3 separate regions of the Mus musculus genome follow, and regions 1 and 3 are each linked to region 2. A link is a contact called in public HiChIP or PLAC-seq and promoter capture Hi-C data. All regions are on one chromosome and are shown on one strand. The core of a region is the stretch at or near the end of the contact, and the rest is flanking DNA. Distances in the headings are between cores, read along the strand shown.

Region 1 (2,700 bases), core at 80-2,579, 91 kb before region 2:
GAAGGCAGATTTCTGAGTTCGAGGCCAGCCTGGTCTACAGAGTAAGTTCTAGGACATCCAGGGCTATACAGAGAAACCCTGTCTCAAAAAAAACAAAACAAAACAAAAAATAAACAGATAGATAGATAGATTTGACAGAATATATATATATATATATATATATATATATATATATATATATACACACACACACACACACACACACACTATTTTTTGTTAGACATATCCATCTTATATGTATGAGTATGTATCCACGCCATGTGTGCATCATCATAGAAGTGGGTCAGAGGACGATGTTGGACAATTCCCTGGTCCTGGAATTATGGATGGTGGTGAACCACCATGTGGATGATGAGATCTGAAGCAGGGTCCTCTGTAAGATCAATGAGTGCTCTTGACCACAGAGCCGTCACCCTAGTCCCTAAAAAATAATTTTTAAAAATGATTCGTAACATTATTAGTCATTAGAAAAGTGTAGACTTTAGCCACAATGAAATACCACCATAACACATATCTGTCGGGATGGCCACAAAACAAAGGCTGTCCTTAAGTCCAACCAGGAAGCAGAAAGTATGCTTAGCACTGGCAGTGACTTTAAAGTCCTAAGACTACACATTTCAAAGTGTTTACTGTGTTCACCTAATGAAACTTCTAGGAAGCATATAAAGATTATCACATCTATCCAGCTGAAAATTAACTATCAACCATCTATGAACATGGTCACATATCTTGTCCTGGGTTAAATGGCTTAAAGATCTTGCTGTTAGTTGGGACTTCTGATATTTAGAAACTGACATATTAAGTCCCAGACTTGTCCAACTTCCTGGTTAGGGAGGGAATGAATTCCCCAACATTAGCCTCCCCTCATCCATGAGGTTGGTCCATTGTGACTACGCTCGTCATAATACCTCTGAGCTTTCTGTTGATGACCCATGCATATGATTACACTAATACCCATCTGACTGAATCAGCCCAAATGGCTGGGCACTTGTTTCTTGCCAACTAGCAGCTCTGTACTAGAAACTGTCAGTTGGAGTTCTAGCTCATGACTAAGGGTCAGGCTAAGATAGGACTTAGGATTCTGGCCACGAAAGATGAAACTCAAGCTACTACTTGGCTTGTGTGTGATACTCCATGGGTAAGTGATCAGGATATGTTGTCAAATAAAGAAATGAATGAAAACCAGCTTAGACGAGAGGAGTCTGTTTTTGGCTTCCGGTGACTCAGCAGATGTTATCAGGAATGGGGAAGTGGGTCTCTCCTGGATTTGCTCTGACCTCTGCAGGGTCATACACAGGCTTCCAGCCACCCATCAGACAAGGACTTTCTTTCCTCCTCTGTACCATTCCACAGCAGGGAATTCTCCCTAGCAACAGCCACAGAAAACAAGAGCCCACTTCTCTTTCTCTCAAAAGCTACAACTTCCTTTTCCCTGGCTCCAATTTGGTTCAGGGCCAAAATTTTGATTGGCTGAAATCCATTAACTCTTTGTGGTTCTGTAGAGTAGACTCTTTTCTATAGGAAGTTTCAGACACAGTGGCTCAAAGTATTACTAGAGGGACCATGCAATGGTATTGTTTTAAAGTGTTTTAAATGCATATACATGATTAAAACTATAAAACATAGAGAGATGGCTTGGTGGTTAAGAGCACTTGTCGCAAGCTGGGTGTGGTGGCACACACCTTTAATCCCAGCACTCGGGAGGCAGAGGCAGGCGGATTTCTGAGTTCGAGGCCAGCCTGGTCTACAAAGTGAGTTCCAGGACAGCCAGAGCTACCTAGTGAGACCGTTTCAAAAATCCAGTTAATCAATTAATACTGCGTTCAGTCCCTGGGATCCACATGGAAGAAGGGGAAGAGTCAACTTCCCAAATGATTATGCCATATTGATAAGAGAGAACTCTACACTTACTAGAATACACACACACACACACACACACACACACACACACACCAGCTTAAGCCCCCAATAAGGAATCCCCAGCTCCTTGTGATCTGGCTTCAGGCCCCTGTGCAGCCTTGCTGCTAACTCTAAACACATGGCCTTGAGTATCGACTCCATGTCTTCAGACATGGTTACTCATGACCAAATCTTAGCAAAAGCTCATCCTTCTATATCTTCTCCCTCCCCTACCCAGAGAACTCCTACACACCTTGTAAGGCCCAACTAAAACGCTGCTTCCTCTGGGCAGCCTCTCCCATCATCGTACCACTGAACCAGATATGACACTTTGCTGTGAGTCTCCCGTCACCTGCCATGTAGCCCACAAACATTTCACACACTCACATCCATTTACTGCTCTGTGTATGTCTTTGCAGAAGCGTGGAGGTAGAGAACAGCAACGCCATCATGCAGATGATGCTGAAGGTGGTGATGACCAGTAGACAGGAATGGTGATAATGATGATGATGGGGACATGTCCAGAGATGCATGACTCTGGCCCCTTCCTGGGCCACCACACCTCGGGGGTCCTCCCAATGGTCTTGGCTCTGTTGTTGGTTACAAGGTTCTTTGCCATGAGAACTCAACATTCTCCTGATTTGAGAAGTCCCTGCTCAAACCTTCCTAAGTAATCCCCAGCCAAGCCAATCTCCTATTTCCATGGTCTTAGGATCTGGGTTGTTTCCAGCTTTTAGCTATTACAAATAAAGTTACTATAAATATTCATACAGGAGCTTGTATAATGCTTCAACTTCTCTT
Region 2 (2,700 bases), core at 140-2,639:
AAGTTCCAGGGAACAGGCAGTACATACACCCATTCTTTCTGGCCAGCACTGCATATGGCATATTACACAGTAGCCCATAACAGCTCATATTTTTTAAAGGTCCTACAGAGCACTCGACCTAGGGCTAAGCGGTCCAATGCACCATCTCAATTCATTTTTACAGCACCTCTGCCTCCCGAGTGCTGGGGTTGAAGGCATGAGCCGCTACATCTAGCTCAACTATTAATTTCTCATACTTACTTTAGAAATGATGAAACTGAAACTCTGAGAAATCAAGTCACGTGCCTAAGAGCACACAGTAGGTGGCAAAACTGAAGCCCAAGTTGATTCCTCCAAAGCTGAGGTTTTTAACCATTCCACCAGGACTGGAGGTAGAGACGGTGCTACGGCACTTAGGAAATGAGAAGGCACCTCTCTGAAGAGGGCAGGGAGGGAGCTTCACTGAAGAGGTGAAATTTAAACTATGACTTGCAAAATAGACAGATGAGCAGGACCAAGGCTGGCAGAGACGGAGAGTCCATCCCTGACTGAAAAGGCAGTGTGGAAATAACACAAAGTCACCTTGCATTACAAAGATCGGAGGGAGAAGAGACCTAGTGCATGTGGGGTTTTCTTCCTCGGAGCTCAGCAGCACAGAGTCGCCAGCAAGAGTGCGGAGGAGGGATGAGTTCTAAGAACAAGGCAAGAAGATGAGGCTTGGTGATCACAGACGATGAAGGACAAGAGCCTGGATTAGAAGGAAGAGACCAAGCTGGGGTCCGAAAGATTAAAGTTCTAGATCCGGGTTCGAGTCAAGGGTACCGGGAGTAACTTGGAAGGACCGGGGACAGAGTGTGAAAAATTAAGGAAGCACTCACCGGAGCTACATAGCGATTCAGAGACGGATCATCAAAGGAGCCAAAGAATCTGAGGTGGCCTGGGAGAGGGGACAAAGGCTGCAGCAGTGTCCAAAGAGCCTAGTTAAGTGGGGAAGGAGGATAAAGCTGGAGGAGTCAGCTGGGAAAGCTGAAGGACGAGAGTTGGGTTCAGAGATGTCCATGAGGTTGGGACTGGAGCTGGAAGAGTACAAGGGGCGACTCTAAAGACACGGTGTGTGGGAGGGGCATGGAGTGGTCCAAGGCCAACAGTAAGGCAGGGAGGGTAGTAAGACTGGGTCATCCGAGGACTGGGGACGTGATCGCAGCGGAGGGACACACGGTACCCGGCGGCCTTTGGGACTCGCAAAACAGCAACTTCCCAAACATCAGCCTTCAAGGCCTTCGCAAGAGCGAAGGGGCCAGGCTCGAAGCGCCCCGTGCCTCGCGTTCGCCTCCCCCATAACCCCCACGTCACCTCTACACAGCCGCGACCCACTTCACTCCCGCGGCTCGGTCAGGGACAGCGGCGCCTCGGTGGGCGGGGGAAGGAGCCGGAGCCGGAACCCAGAGAGGATCCGCCTTCACAGCGTTCGGATTGGATCCTGGGAACGTTCTTCCTCTCTATTGGCTATACTAACTGTCACACTGCACAAGACCTAGTAGGACGGCCAATAAACATTGGTTTAGTGCGCGGCATGCTGGGAGTTGTAGTTCGGAGGTTTGCTTCGCTGAAAACATTTGCCCAGTTCAGAACTCAGCGGTGAAGCTGTCATCACTTCTAAGGTCATCAGGTTTCTTTTCTTTTTGTCTTTTGAAGCGGTGGCCCTCGATAGAAACCTCGCAGTTCATTTAAAGTTTATAGTTTAAAATTAAAAGGACATGTACCAGGAAAGGAATTTAAAAATAAAGTAGTTCGATCTCTTTGTCCGAGAAGCTAAGTGTCCTCTCCCAAGGAATGACCTCCAGCCAGGTCGGCCAGTGGCCCAACGTAGGTTTTGGTTTTTTTTTTCTGTGTCCTATGTGATCCTGTTAACCCAAAAGTCTCGCATCAATCTGGATATAATAGACCAGTAAGTTATCCAGAGATGGTTTTTGTTTGGTTGGCTGGTTGTTGTTTTTCCCAGATTTTATTTTGAAGAACAATAAAGATTAAGAACTTGAAAGATAAAGAGGATAAAGAAAGTTGATGTGTAAGCTAACTACGAGCTTTTCCTGTTTGTGTGGTCTTTCAATGGTTGTCTTTGTAGCTGGTAAAGCTTTAGAGCTAGTGATGACCCGGTGATTAAGAACACTTACAGCTCTTTCAGGGGACCTGGATTCCCAGCGCCCACATCAGGTAGTTTATAACCACCTGTAACTCCAGATCCAAGGGATCCAATGCCCAATTCTGGACAATTTGAGAACCTGCACACAAGAACACACACTCACACACACACACACACACACACACACACAAAATCAGGAAAGAAAAAAGAGAGGGTCAAGTTTTATAATCCCACCTCTCTCCTCTATAAAATTCCTAGCACAACTATTGTAAGGATATAAGGACTGAGTGGATAGACAGACAGTCAGACAAATAGGCAGACACACAGACAAACATTTCCTGCTTCTACAAATAGCTCTATTCTCTATTGGTAAATTCTCTCAATAGGTAAGACTAGCATGAGTTAGTTAGCCAATAGGATTGGCTACTCAAGCAATTATGTTTGGAGCTGAGGATGTGTGTGACGTGTAAGTATCTATTACACACTATTAGTTTATAAATTGATAAAAATAAAACATCAAAAGTCAGACTCAGGAGTAAAACTGGGTTTATTATGAATGATGTCTAAAGTTTGCTTGA
Region 3 (2,700 bases), core at 51-2,550, 81 kb after region 2:
GGCTGGGGGTTTGTCCCTGCTGTGGGGGTTGAAGGTGTGGGGGAGGAAGCTGGCCATGTTGCAGCTCAGGAAAGGCAGTGGGATGGATGCAGGGGATGTAAGAGAGGTGGCTGGGAGGCTGGAGCGGGAGCAGGGGTGTGACATTCCTCCTGCACCCATGCCAAGCCTGTGGGGCTGAAATGAACGTGAGAGGATTGCTAATGAGACCCAGGGGAGTTAAACATTCCCTGCTCCCGAGGGCTGAGTGAGAAGGGGCGGGCAGGGGTCTAGGAGCGGTGAGCCTGAACCCCAGGAATGCACAGAGGCCCCTGCCCCTGCCAGGCTGTTCTGGAGCTAGGGGCCAGGGCCTGCTGTCTCAGGTCCCAGCAGGAGCTGCTGAACCAGCCAGCAAAGGGATTAACTGGCTGAGCAGTTCTTCTTCCTCCAAGTTCAGGACAGATGCTGGCGCAGATCTCCCCAGCTCCCCACCACGTCCTGAGGCTGGCAGACAGCTACCACTGGCCCAGTTACTGTGGGTCCCTCTTCTGACTCCTCAGATCGCAGACAGACCCCATAGCACATCTTCCCTGCTTTGGCCTCTCCCATTTTGATAGACATGGTTTCCAGGTACCTAGGACTCTTCTCCCCAGCAGCTCATATTTAACTGAGTCTCTGCACATCTGGCCTTAAAGCCCTGATCCAAAACTAACTCCAGGGGATCTAGGTCAGTGGTAGAGTGCTTGCCTAGCATGTACAACAAAGCCTGGTTTCCATACCCAGCACACACACACACACACACACACACACACACACACACACAGAGAGAGAGAGAGAGAGAGAGAGAGAGAGGAAGAGAGAGAGAGAGAGAGAGAGAGAGAACTCTATAGTTTTTTCCTGCTGTAACTAAAATTTCTTTCTTTTTCTGTCCTCAAGTCAGTGGGCAAGAAACCGCCGCTTCAGATCAGGCACTGAAGCACAGCAAAGCCATCCACTGAGCTGGTGCTGGGGAAGGGATTAGGAGAATCCCAGAGCACTGGAATCACTCCTAAAGGGGTTTCCCTGGTTAAAAGGGGGAAGAGTCACTCCTCCTAGCCCCTCCCTTCCTTACTATTGAGACAGGGAGGGCAGGGGTACCCCAGCTTGGATCCTAGGTTCTACCCTCCACTCCCAAGAAACTGGGCGAAAAGAGCTCTGCTGGGGACTGTCTGTGGGCGGGTTTTGGCCTTTTCCAGCCCCAAGGCCGCCCCCTGCATTCTGGAATCAGCAGCCACTGCCTCTGCTGGCCAGCCAGCCATCCCCTCTCCTCCTCTCCTCCTGTGCCACTTAGCTCCCCTTTTCCGGCTGTTCCTCTTACCATGACCACAACGCTCCTCCACACCCTGGCCCATCTCTGAGTCCTGGAACTCTCAGACTCCTACCTGGGCCATGGCCAACTCGGGCCTCCAGCTCCTGGGCTACTTCCTAGCCTTGGGCGGCTGGGTGGGCATCATCGCCAGCACTGCCCTGCCACAGTGGAAGCAGTCTTCCTATGCAGGCGATGCCATCATCACTGCCGTGGGCCTCTACGAAGGGCTGTGGATGTCTTGCGCCTCTCAGAGCACCGGGCAGGTGCAATGCAAACTCTACGATTCACTCCTGGCCCTGGACGGTAGGCCTCCGGTGGGAGCCGGGGAGGGGGCACTGACGGGGCACTGACTGGGCTGGGGAGGTTGTCGGCAAGCTTTTTCACAGCCTGTCCTTAGTGCTGGGTGGCACACTCCAGCCCCTGTGGGAGTCCCTAACTTCTGTCCTGTGTACACCGGAGAGTCCAGGCCAGTCAGGTCTCTAGGCTCTGAGGAGGCAGGAACACAAGAAGCTGGCAGCCTGGGCTCCCGGTCCTAATACCCACTCATTCAACCCTTGCGTTCTAATGTTCTCCTGTGTAACCAGGCCATTAATACACAGGGCATGGGAGGGTGGACTGAGATGAGGGTCTGGTTTCATAAGCCTGTTATCATTCTCCACTCCTCTTCTCTCCATATTCCATATTGACAGATATGTTTACACACACACACCGACACACACACACACACACACACACACACACGGACACACACACACACACGGACACACACACACACAGAGTCAGACACCATTACAGCTCTGACCTTGGGGACCATCGCACTTGCACTCCGACAGGGCTCAAAGTAGAGCCCACACAGTCAGTCCCACTCACACTGGTCCAGACAAACCACTGGCCTGCCTCCCTCAGGGATCTAAGTCTCCTGCTGCCTGGGGCCTAGAACTGACCAATACACTCCCAAAGAAAAAAGCATAGGATTCCATGATTGACAGGGACGATTGACAGGGTTGCTGCTGGGAACCAAGCTGGGTTTAGCTGGTTCTCAGGCACTTTCAGCTCTACCTCTGGTGATCCTGAGTGATACTCTGCCCCATCTCCTGCTGCTTGATTGAGGGTGTACCAGACCCAGGAGAAAGGAGCCAGTCAGGGCCGGTGGGAAACGGGGTCAGCAGTGACAATGACCTCACTCTGCCCCCTCTCCTCAAACACTCATTGTCTCTTCTCACAAGCAGGCAAGTGCTCAGGCCTCTTCAGGCTTCTACCCAAGCCCTTCCACGCCAGCTTCCTCTCATTTCAGGTCTAACACCTCCATTTTGCACCCCCCTACAACCCCACCACCCCACCACCCCTCTCCGAGTTCCCCACTCGTGCTCAGACCT

What was found. HiChIP or PLAC-seq counts read pairs in DNA pulled down with a chosen protein or histone mark. Capture Hi-C pulls out chosen DNA fragments and counts their contacts.
Region 1: an H3K4me3 HiChIP or PLAC-seq map of bone marrow-derived macrophages shows a contact between it and region 2, with 2.3 times the contacts expected there. The contact joins the enhancer-like site here to the promoter of Zfp691 in region 2. A contact is called at or near these places in 3 of 39 promoter capture datasets (fetal liver, neural stem cells and neutrophils), 1 of 484 Hi-C or Micro-C datasets (embryonic stem cells), 5 of 115 datasets of contacts at active chromatin or transcription factors (astrocytes, bone marrow-derived macrophages and embryonic stem cells) and 2 of 9 other capture datasets (adipose tissue and liver).
Region 3: a contact with region 2 is called in a promoter capture Hi-C map of liver. The contact joins the promoter of Cldn19 here to the promoter of Zfp691 in region 2. A contact is called at or near these places in 3 of 115 datasets of contacts at active chromatin or transcription factors (all in embryonic stem cells) and 4 of 9 other capture datasets (adipose tissue, liver, macrophages and 1 more).

What each region holds. Positions count from the first base shown.
Region 1 is chr4:119,081,727-119,084,426 of GRCm38.p6, forward strand. Gm35510 (a long non-coding RNA gene) reads left to right here. Exons shown (of 3, transcript XR_868067.2): 3 at 2,319-2,620. Among named protein-coding and RNA genes, the nearest start is that of Gm35510, 10 kb to the left of the region's middle. Within about 2 kb of position 1,330, at least 49 of the 459 cell types and tissues checked have an H3K27ac peak or open chromatin away from gene starts, as enhancers often do. A contact at or near this core is called in astrocytes, bone marrow-derived macrophages, embryonic stem cells and 1 more, where this site is marked.
Region 2 is chr4:119,172,806-119,175,505 of GRCm38.p6, forward strand. It overlaps Zfp691 (zinc finger protein 691), which reads right to left and starts at 1,390. Exons shown (of 2, transcript NM_001145936.1): 1 at 1,333-1,390. Ermap (erythroblast membrane-associated protein) reads right to left here. Exons shown (of 13, transcript NM_013848.3): 13 at 2,652-2,700.
Region 3 is chr4:119,254,169-119,256,868 of GRCm38.p6, forward strand. Cldn19 (claudin 19) reads left to right here and starts at 1,301. Exons shown (of 5, transcript NM_001038590.1): 1 at 1,301-1,627. The coding sequence starts at 1,405. It overlaps Gm12927 (a long non-coding RNA gene), which reads right to left. Exons shown (of 2, transcript XR_376592.4): 1 at 2,699-2,700.